Linked DNA regions of Sus scrofa: regions 1 and 3 are each linked to region 2. A link is a contact called in public HiChIP or PLAC-seq data. All regions are on one chromosome and are shown on one strand. Each heading gives the region's core, a stretch centred on a gene start, on an enhancer-like site or on the middle of the called end of the contact. The rest is flanking DNA. Distances are from core to core; before and after follow the strand shown.

Evidence for each region. HiChIP or PLAC-seq counts read pairs in DNA pulled down with a chosen protein or histone mark.
Region 1: a contact with region 2 is called in an H3K27ac HiChIP or PLAC-seq map of alveolar macrophages. The contact joins two enhancer-like sites. A contact is called at or near these places in 2 of 2 datasets of contacts at active chromatin or transcription factors (alveolar macrophages and skeletal muscle).
Region 3: an H3K27ac HiChIP or PLAC-seq map of alveolar macrophages shows a contact between it and region 2. The contact joins two enhancer-like sites. A contact is called at or near these places in 2 of 2 datasets of contacts at active chromatin or transcription factors (alveolar macrophages and skeletal muscle).

What each region holds. Positions count from the first base shown.
Region 1 is chr14:28,690,361-28,693,060 of Sscrofa11.1, forward strand. NCOR2 (nuclear receptor corepressor 2) reads left to right here. Exons shown (of 49, transcript NM_001044576.1): 8 at 1,794-1,850. Among named protein-coding and RNA genes, the nearest start is that of NCOR2, 49 kb to the left of the region's middle. Within about 2 kb of position 1,296, at least 46 of the 83 cell types and tissues checked have an H3K27ac peak or open chromatin away from gene starts, as enhancers often do. A contact at or near this core is called in alveolar macrophages, where this site is marked.
Region 2 is chr14:28,442,213-28,444,912 of Sscrofa11.1, forward strand. No RefSeq gene overlaps it. Among named protein-coding and RNA genes, the nearest start is that of SCARB1, 140 kb to the left of the region's middle. Within about 2 kb of position 1,364, at least 8 of the 83 cell types and tissues checked have an H3K27ac peak or open chromatin away from gene starts, as enhancers often do. A contact at or near this core is called in alveolar macrophages, where this site is marked.
Region 3 is chr14:28,585,133-28,587,832 of Sscrofa11.1, forward strand. No RefSeq gene overlaps it. Among named protein-coding and RNA genes, the nearest start is that of NCOR2, 56 kb to the right of the region's middle. Within about 2 kb of position 1,444, at least 32 of the 83 cell types and tissues checked have an H3K27ac peak or open chromatin away from gene starts, as enhancers often do. A contact at or near this core is called in alveolar macrophages, where this site is marked.

The DNA of each region.
Region 1 (2,700 bases), core at 46-2,545, 250 kb after region 2:
TGCTGACTTTCAGGCTGGTACCTTCCCCACCTCATAGAAGATGCAAGACACAACCCAGTGGGGTCCCTGGACGGGGCCAGCCCTTGTTGTCCTTCTTAGAGCCTGGAGATCAGAAGGATGACTTTTCCTGACCTCATCTTTCTGTGCTTCAGTTTCATTATCTGTTAAATGGGAATACTTCTTCTTTTTTTTTGCTTTTTAGGGCCCCATTTGTGGCATACGGAGGTTCCCCGGCTGGGGGGTTGAATCAGAGCTGTAGCCACTGGCCTGCACCACAGCCACAGCAACGCCGGATCCTTAATCCACTGAGCGAGGCCAGGTGTTGAACCTGCGTCCTCATGGATCCTAGCCCGATTCATTTCCACTGAGGTACGACGGGATCTCCCAAATGGGGATACTTCATATATCTGCCTCACTTCATGTTGTGTGTGCTTCAGGTATTAATAACATGCCTTGTGCTTGATGTTTGGCTCATAGTAGGTGCTTAAAAAAATGGCAGTCCTTCCAATAATAATTTGCCCCCTGATTTTCTGGCCTCCAGCCACACCCTGAGGCTGCTGCTCTCCGGGTTTTGGCTCAGCACAAAGGGGGCCGAGATCATGGCTTGTTCTTGGGTGGGCTGGGCCCAGGGCTCTAGGCGGAGCTAGTTCTAGGTGCCAGCTTGAGCCCACCTACATACCTACTCTGTGTTGTGGGGGCTGGGGACGGGGAGGCTGCCCCTCCTCCCTGCTGCAACACCTGAAGCCTGTACCTCGGATTCTGTTGTCAGCCACGTTCCTAAGGCTCTGGGTCACCCCCCCACTTAGTGAGTCTGGATTTGGGGTTCCCTGGGGAGCAGTTTCACTCTGATGACCGTGTCCTGCATGGCCCAGCCTGCCAGCCTGCACTGGTCCTGGATGGTCTCCGTGTTTGGCTGAGGTGGGGGCACCCAGCCTTTCCTGGGTGTCGGGCAGGACTTGGGTCTCCCACATGTGTGCCGTGGGCACCCCATTTTCCAGCCAACAGAGACTCCCTGCAGCCACCTTCTGCAGCTCTCTGTCCACCCTGTCTCCTGGCCAGCATGGCTGGCCAGGCCCTCCTGGTCCCAGGCTGGGGGCCTGGCCAAGATACAATGTCCGCCTTCACGGCCAGAGGCCCCGAGGTCCAGCCTGTTGAATTCGCAGCCACCCAGCCCTTTCTGCCATATGTTCCTGTTTTCCTAATAAGTCCCGGTTGTGAGTGGGGAGGGAGGCGGGGAGGCCCCAGGGCAGCTCAGAAAGAGTCACATGATTGTGAAATACAAGAATCCTAGAAAGGGTATCTCCCAGCGCCTCTATCTTGCCCTCCCCCCTCCCCCGAGCTGGCGGCACCAGCTCTGAGGTAATTGTAGACACCCAGCCAGTTTCCAAGGCGGAGGAAGGCCTCTCGGGCCTGGCAGTGTCGGCAGCTGGCAAGGAGCTGTGCCCGCCTCGGGCCACGAGGAGGGCGTTGGGCTGGGGGCTTTGGGGGGCAGGCGCCAGAGAACAGGGTGCGTTTGTTCGCATCGAAACTTGGCGGGCTTGCCAGGGCCTCTGCGGGGATGTTCAGGCCCTCTGTGTTTGTCACCAGCCTGGGGAGGGCTTGCAGGGGGACCCTGTCCCCTCCCACCCCCCAGGCCTGGACAGTCGTGCTGGCTTGGGCAGCTGCCTGCTGTTCCGAGAGGCCTCTATTTATAATCTGTTCCCTCTGTGTGTGTGTGTGTGTGTGTGTGTGTGTGTGTGTGTGTTAGGATTTTTTTCTGTTTTTAATTCCTCCTCTTCTCCATCACCCTGCAGAAGAAGGCCGAGGCTGCGCATCGGATTCTGGAAGGCCTGGGGCCCCAGGTGGAGCTGGTGAGCTGGGGGACGGGGTGGGGGGTTGGCTGGAGAGGTGGGCAGGGGCGGCAGGTGGGTGCGGAGGGAAGGAGGAAGTCTGGCTGTTGCCAGGCGCTGCCCTGTCTTCTGGAGGAGGCAGGAAATCCACCCTCCTGATGAGAGGGACTGGCAGATAGCGGCCGGTAGGTGGGCCAGGCCGTGCTGGGGGGAGGTAGTGGAGCAAAGACACTCCAGCTATACTCCCAACTCTGGCCAGTCAGGCTGCAAGATTGACACGTTGGAGTCCAACCCATTTGGTTTGGCTTAGTGTAGGAAGCCCATACTCTGGGCCAGATGATCTGAGTTCAACTCTGAGATCTGTTCCTTAATAGAGGAACAGATATGTGAGGAACTATGGGTCAGCGATAACAAACCCAACTAGTATCCATGAGGATACGGGTTTGATCCCTGACATCATTCAGTGGGTTAAGGACCTGGTGTTGCTGTGGCTGTGGTGTAGGCCAGCAGCTACAGCTCTGATTCAACCCCTAGCCGAGGAACTTCCATATACCGTGGAAGCAGCCCTAAAAAGACAAAAAAAAAAAAAAAAAAAAGCTGTGTGACCCTGAGCGGGCATCTTAACCTCTCTGTGCCTCAGTTTCCTCATCAGTAAACTAGGACTCATAGTAACACATATCTCATTGGGTCATAGTGACAATTAACTGTATTTATTTTTGTAAAGCACTGAACACAGTGCCTGATGGACAGTAAGTGCTGAGCGTTAGTTGTTATTATTATTAGTCATGTAGTCAGCGTCATTTTACTGACGGGAAGAGGTCATGTCAGCAGCAGAGCTGGGAAGCAGACCCGGCCTCTTCTCTCTCAGGCA
Region 2 (2,700 bases), core at 114-2,613:
CTGTTAATCCCACACCCCTAATTTATCCTCTCCTCTTCCTTTCCCTTTTGGTAACCATAAATTTGTTTTCTATGTCTGGGAGTCTCTTTCTGTTTTATAAATAAGTTTATTTGTACCTTTTTTTTTTAGATTCCACATATAAGAGATATTATATAATATTTGTCTCTCTCTCTCTGTCTTACTTCACTTAGTATGATAATCTCTATGTCCATCCATGTTGCTGCAAATGGCATTATTTTGTTCTTTTTTATGGCTGAGTAGTATTCCAGTGTGTGTGTGTGAGCGCTGTCTCACATCTTCATCCCCTCATCTGTTGATGGGCATTTAATTTGTTTCTGTGTCTTGACTGTTGTGAGTAGTGCTTCAATGATGCATGGATATTTGCAAATTAGAGTTTTTGAGAGACAGCTTCTTAACTGCTCCACCTGCCTCCAGGGTTTCTGGAAAAAAGTACATCTTCTCTAACAAGAGCCCTCCTGGTCTAGTTTGACTCAATATCCAAATCAGAGCTGACTATGCCCAGGCCCTCCAACCATACGCACACGCAGCTTCGGGGCACACACACTGCCCCCCATACTCGTAGACTTTCCTTTCTTTTCCTTGCTTCTTTTTCACTTTGGAGTTTTTGTGCTCAGTGTACTGTCTACCTGGAACTGGCCTCCCCAAGCTCTTAGCACAGCTGCGTCCTTCTTACCTAGTTTTTGGCTCAGGTGTCAGCTGCACAGAGAGGCCTCATCTGGCTTCTTAGGCGGAAGAATCTAAGGCCTCTCCAGGCTCTCCTTGCATCCCAGCACAGAGGAGCATTATCTAAAATGACCGTTTGTTTTCTCGTTTGTTTTACCTCTTTCCCAGGAGAATATGAGTCTGCTAGTTGGGGGAATTTTGTTCCTAATGTTTTCTTGGAAACTCAAAGAAGAGTCAGGCATGCAGTTGGTTGTTAGTCAATCTTGGCCAAAGGAATGAACGTAACACACAGCATACACCTGTCAGGCGAGGTCCACACCCCCTGCAAACACAAACCCACTTGCACACACTTCACCAACTCCCCCAAGCCTACACAACTGCATATGTGGACAGACTCACACACAAACCTAGCTGGGCCCCCCTCACCTGAGAGGGAATGGGGGCGGGGGGGGAGTGGGCTGATATGTCTTGTTTCTGGTTGACCTTCCTCTTCAGAGCTGTGTTCTGGAATCGCTGAGATGTTTCCCACAGGGAAGTGAAAAAACAAAGAGTTTTGCAAGAGAGAAAGAGAGAGGACTGGCTGAGTGCCAGTGGCTGGTTGGGCTGGGGCGGGGGTCAAGGAGGATTTGAGCTGTCACCCAGTCCAGCCGCCAGCTCTGCTCCAGATATCTCAGTGTGACTTGGAGAGAGGGGGTCACAGACCCTCAGAAGGGCTTGGATCTGGGCTCATGTAACTCACCCTTTTGCTTCCAGCCATGCCCCACACTGGGCCCTCTTGAGGGCTCAGGGGATATTTGAGAAGTAAGTCTTAAAGTTTGAGATGAGGCCACCGGTTTTTGCCATGTCGCCTTGGGTGAATTCTCTCAGGTGAGCACCCAGACATTCCTAAAATGGCAGCTGATTCAGTTAAACAGTAATCTGTAAGCCAGGTGGGCCCTGATAGTCACCTTGCCAGCCACTGTTATGAGCTACCATGTCCCAGGAGATGAATCAGATAGGTCTAAGGAAATCCTATTTCTTGTTGATCTGAGGTGTGTGTGAGACCCAGTTCTAGCTAATGAGATGTTAGGGGACTCTGCTGGGGGCAGATGTCCCCCCTTAATAAGAGAGAAGTACATGAGAAGAAATCTCTTTCTGCCTCATCCTTCTTTCCTGCTTGGTTCACTGTTGTGTGAAGGAGTCACAGCAACCATTTTATGACTATGAGGTTGACCCATGTGACTATATAGCTGACCCACTGAGATTGTAGGGCAGAAATTTGGTAAGCTCCTAGGTTCTTGATTGCGGAGCTCAAATCATCCTGAAACTGATGCTTTCCAGACTTCTTACTATATGAGACCATTATGTTTCTTCATACCTATTACTTATAGCCCAAAGCATCCCAACTCATTCATAGACATTTTTATGTGGCCTTCTCTTCCCTGCCTCCTTCCCCCTCAACTAGGCAGTTCTAACTCAGTCTGCAGAGCTCAGCTCTAATGCCACTTCCTCAGAGGAGCCTGCCCTGATTCCCTCCCCTCAAGAGCAAATCATGTTTGCCTGCTTTGCGTCTCCCAGCATCACATGCCTTTGAAACCCCTGCAGCTGAACAATTGATAAATGTCAATTGCATACACCACAAGATTGGGCTTGCTTTCACTCATAGCTGTGCCTCACACAGTGCCTGGGGTTTTGTGAATGCTCAGAAAATATTCAAATGCATGAGTGAACGTTCTGGAGATCTTGAAGATCTTGAAGATCTCATTGTCCAAAATCATGATGAGATACCATGGCACACCAATTAGAATGACTAAAATTTAAAAAGACTGACAATGGAAAAGGGTTGATGAAGCTATGGAGGCCCTGGAATTCTCATACACAGCTGGAATGAATGCAAAATGGTGCAGCTGCTTTGGAAAACAGTTTGGGGGTTTCTAAAGAGGTAAAATATATACCTGCCATAGGACCAAAAAATCCCATTCCTGGGTATTTTCCTAAGGGAAATGAAAGTGTATGTTCAGACAGAGACTTGTGCAT
Region 3 (2,700 bases), core at 194-2,693, 140 kb after region 2:
TGTAGGTCACAGAGGCAGCTCTGATCCTGCGGTGCTGTGGCTGTGGTGTAGGCTGGTAGCTGCAGCTCTGATATGACTCCTAGCCTGGAAACCTCCAGATGCCGAGGGTGTGGCCTTAAAAAGCAAGGAAAAAAATAGAAAGAACTTTCATATGGTTCTTTAAGCAGTCCCTATGGGATGTGGTCAAGGCAAATTGAGCATTTCACTCAAACCCCAACTCCCAGACACCCTCCTCCCCACCCCAGGCAACCTCTAGTGTCAATCTCTTACTCTCGTTCCTTGAATACACCAGGCGTGTGCCCACCCCAGGGCCCTTGCACTGGCTGTGTCCTCTGCATGCTCTGCTTTTGTCCAGAAACTGCATGGTTCACTCCCTCACCTCTGTTATGTCTTCCTTTCCTGACTTACTTTTTCTCAGGGCACAAACCACTTTCTAACACAGTGTATGATACATTTATTTAGTTTTCCTTGTGCATTTCTGCCTTCAGATCCTCTGCTCCGTGAGGGCAGGAACATCCCCTATCTCCCAGATCACTGCTGAATTCCCTGAGCCTAGCATGGGGCCTGGCACCCTGTAGGCACTCCTGAATTGCTAAATACATACTCTTCTGGAAGTAGCTGAGTTTTACTCCCCCTCACTCTTTTTGCACAAAAGGTACCCCACTGCACACCCAGGTCTGCACCTGCTTTTGTGCTAAACAATGTATCTTGGAGCTCTGCCCCTATCAGAACGCACAGCCTGTTCTGTGCTTGGCCACGGCTGCCGACTGTTCCATTGGAGGAATGCCCAGGCTCCACACAGCCAGCGCCACTGACGTCCACTCTGGCAGCCCTCTGGCCTCGGTGAGCCGGGCTGCGGGGACCCTCGTCCACCCAGGTTATCTCGCCTCAACACTTCTCTTTTCAAGTCTCACTGGCCCCTGAGAGCAAAGCCTCTGCTCTGAGAACAGATGTCCACTGGCAGGCAACCCCCCCCCCGCCCCCCGCCCCCAAGTGTAGCCCTGGGAGAAAGCGAGTTGTTTATCTTCAGAGATAATCAGGCCTATCAGACCAGGGCTTGATCTCCTTCTCTGCTTCCTTCTTTCTGAAATACACAGGGTGTCATAAATATAGGCACAGACATCAGAGGAAGCCAGGGGTGACAAGGCAGTTTTTTGCAGCAAAGGGGGGTGGGGTGGGGTGGGGGTGGGGCTCTGGGTGACATTCTCAGTGATATGAAGGACTGAAGGACTATGAGATTGGAGGGACTCTGGCTTCTCCTGTGCAGGGAAAGGAGCAGGATGTGGGCAGATCCTGTCCCTTCCAGAATCTTTTATGTCCTGAAATTTCACTTTTCTTTGAACACAAGGGTATTTTTTTCCTTTCCCTTTCAAAGGCTTTTAGTACCCAGGCGTTGCCATAACTTCATGTTTTGAGTGTCAGCTCCTCACTGGATGCCTGTTCCTGAGGGCTGGGCTTGATCTCCTGGGCTGTTCCATCTCACAGGACCCAGCATACAGTAGGCGCTTGCTGAAATGCAGAGTGAATGACCAAAGCTGGGATGCATTCATGGGAACCAGGCATTCCCTCCTCCTGCCCACACTTCTGGAAGAGGATGCCTTGTCCACTTAGGAAGTTTCTACCCACCCCCCGCTCCCCGCCACCCGACCCCTACACTTTGGGTCACTGAGTAGAAAACTGGCCCGGGAGCTAAGGCTTTGCAGGGGTCACAGACAAGCTGGCCCTGGCTGACTGTGGCCCACCCAGGCATTTGGTATTTGGCTTGGCTGTGCTTGTGTTTTAAACAGAGGGTGACTGTGAGTGCCTGGGGACAGGCGTGGGGGTGTGCCGCAGGCCCCACCCATCTCTATTACTCACCTCTCCTCCAGTCACAGGCCTGCTATTCCTGCCAGGCCCTGCGGGCTTTTGAGTTTGCCATCCCCTCTTCCCCTCCCCTTTATTGGTTTTTTTAGGGTCACACTCACAGCATATGAAAGTTCCCAGGCTAGGGGTGAATGGGAGCCATAGCTGCTGGCCTACATTACAGCCATAGCAACGCCAGATCCAAGCCGCATCTGCAACTTACTCCGCAGCTTGCAGCAACTCCAGATCCTTAACCCACTGAATGAGGCCAGGGATCAAACCTGCATCCTCATGGATACTAGCTGCGTTCTTAATCCGCTAAGCCACAACGGGAACTCTGCCATCCTCACTTCAAAGCATGACAAAATATGAAAAGTGTACGTAAGATCTCCTGGGTGTGCACTGTTCTGATGTGCACATGAGTCTTGCCCCTGGTGATGGATGTTGTCAGGGACATCTTTTGAGTTGTCACTGGCAGAGATCCTAAGAGGGAGGCGTTTCCTTTGTGGGTGCTCTGATGGCCTGGGGAGCCTGGGGAGCTCTTGAGGCGACTAGGGTCCAGGAGACTCAGGTCACCATGCCCCTGTAGCCTGAGTTCTGACTGTCTAGATGCCTGGCTGCTCCAGGCCTGCCCAGGGGGCACCATTTTGAGGCAAGCCCACTGGAGTGGCTGGAAGTTTGATCTGATGCCATGACTGCCCATAAGGACTCAGGGACCCTGAATGAGTATCTCCCAGTTGAGAGAGTTGGAAGGAAGCAAAGGTTCAGCTTTGAAATATCCCGGAAGAGTGAGCTCTAGAAAAACAGGCCAGCCATCCCCAGTTATTTCTGTATTCTCCAGGGCCAAGCCTAACCTCC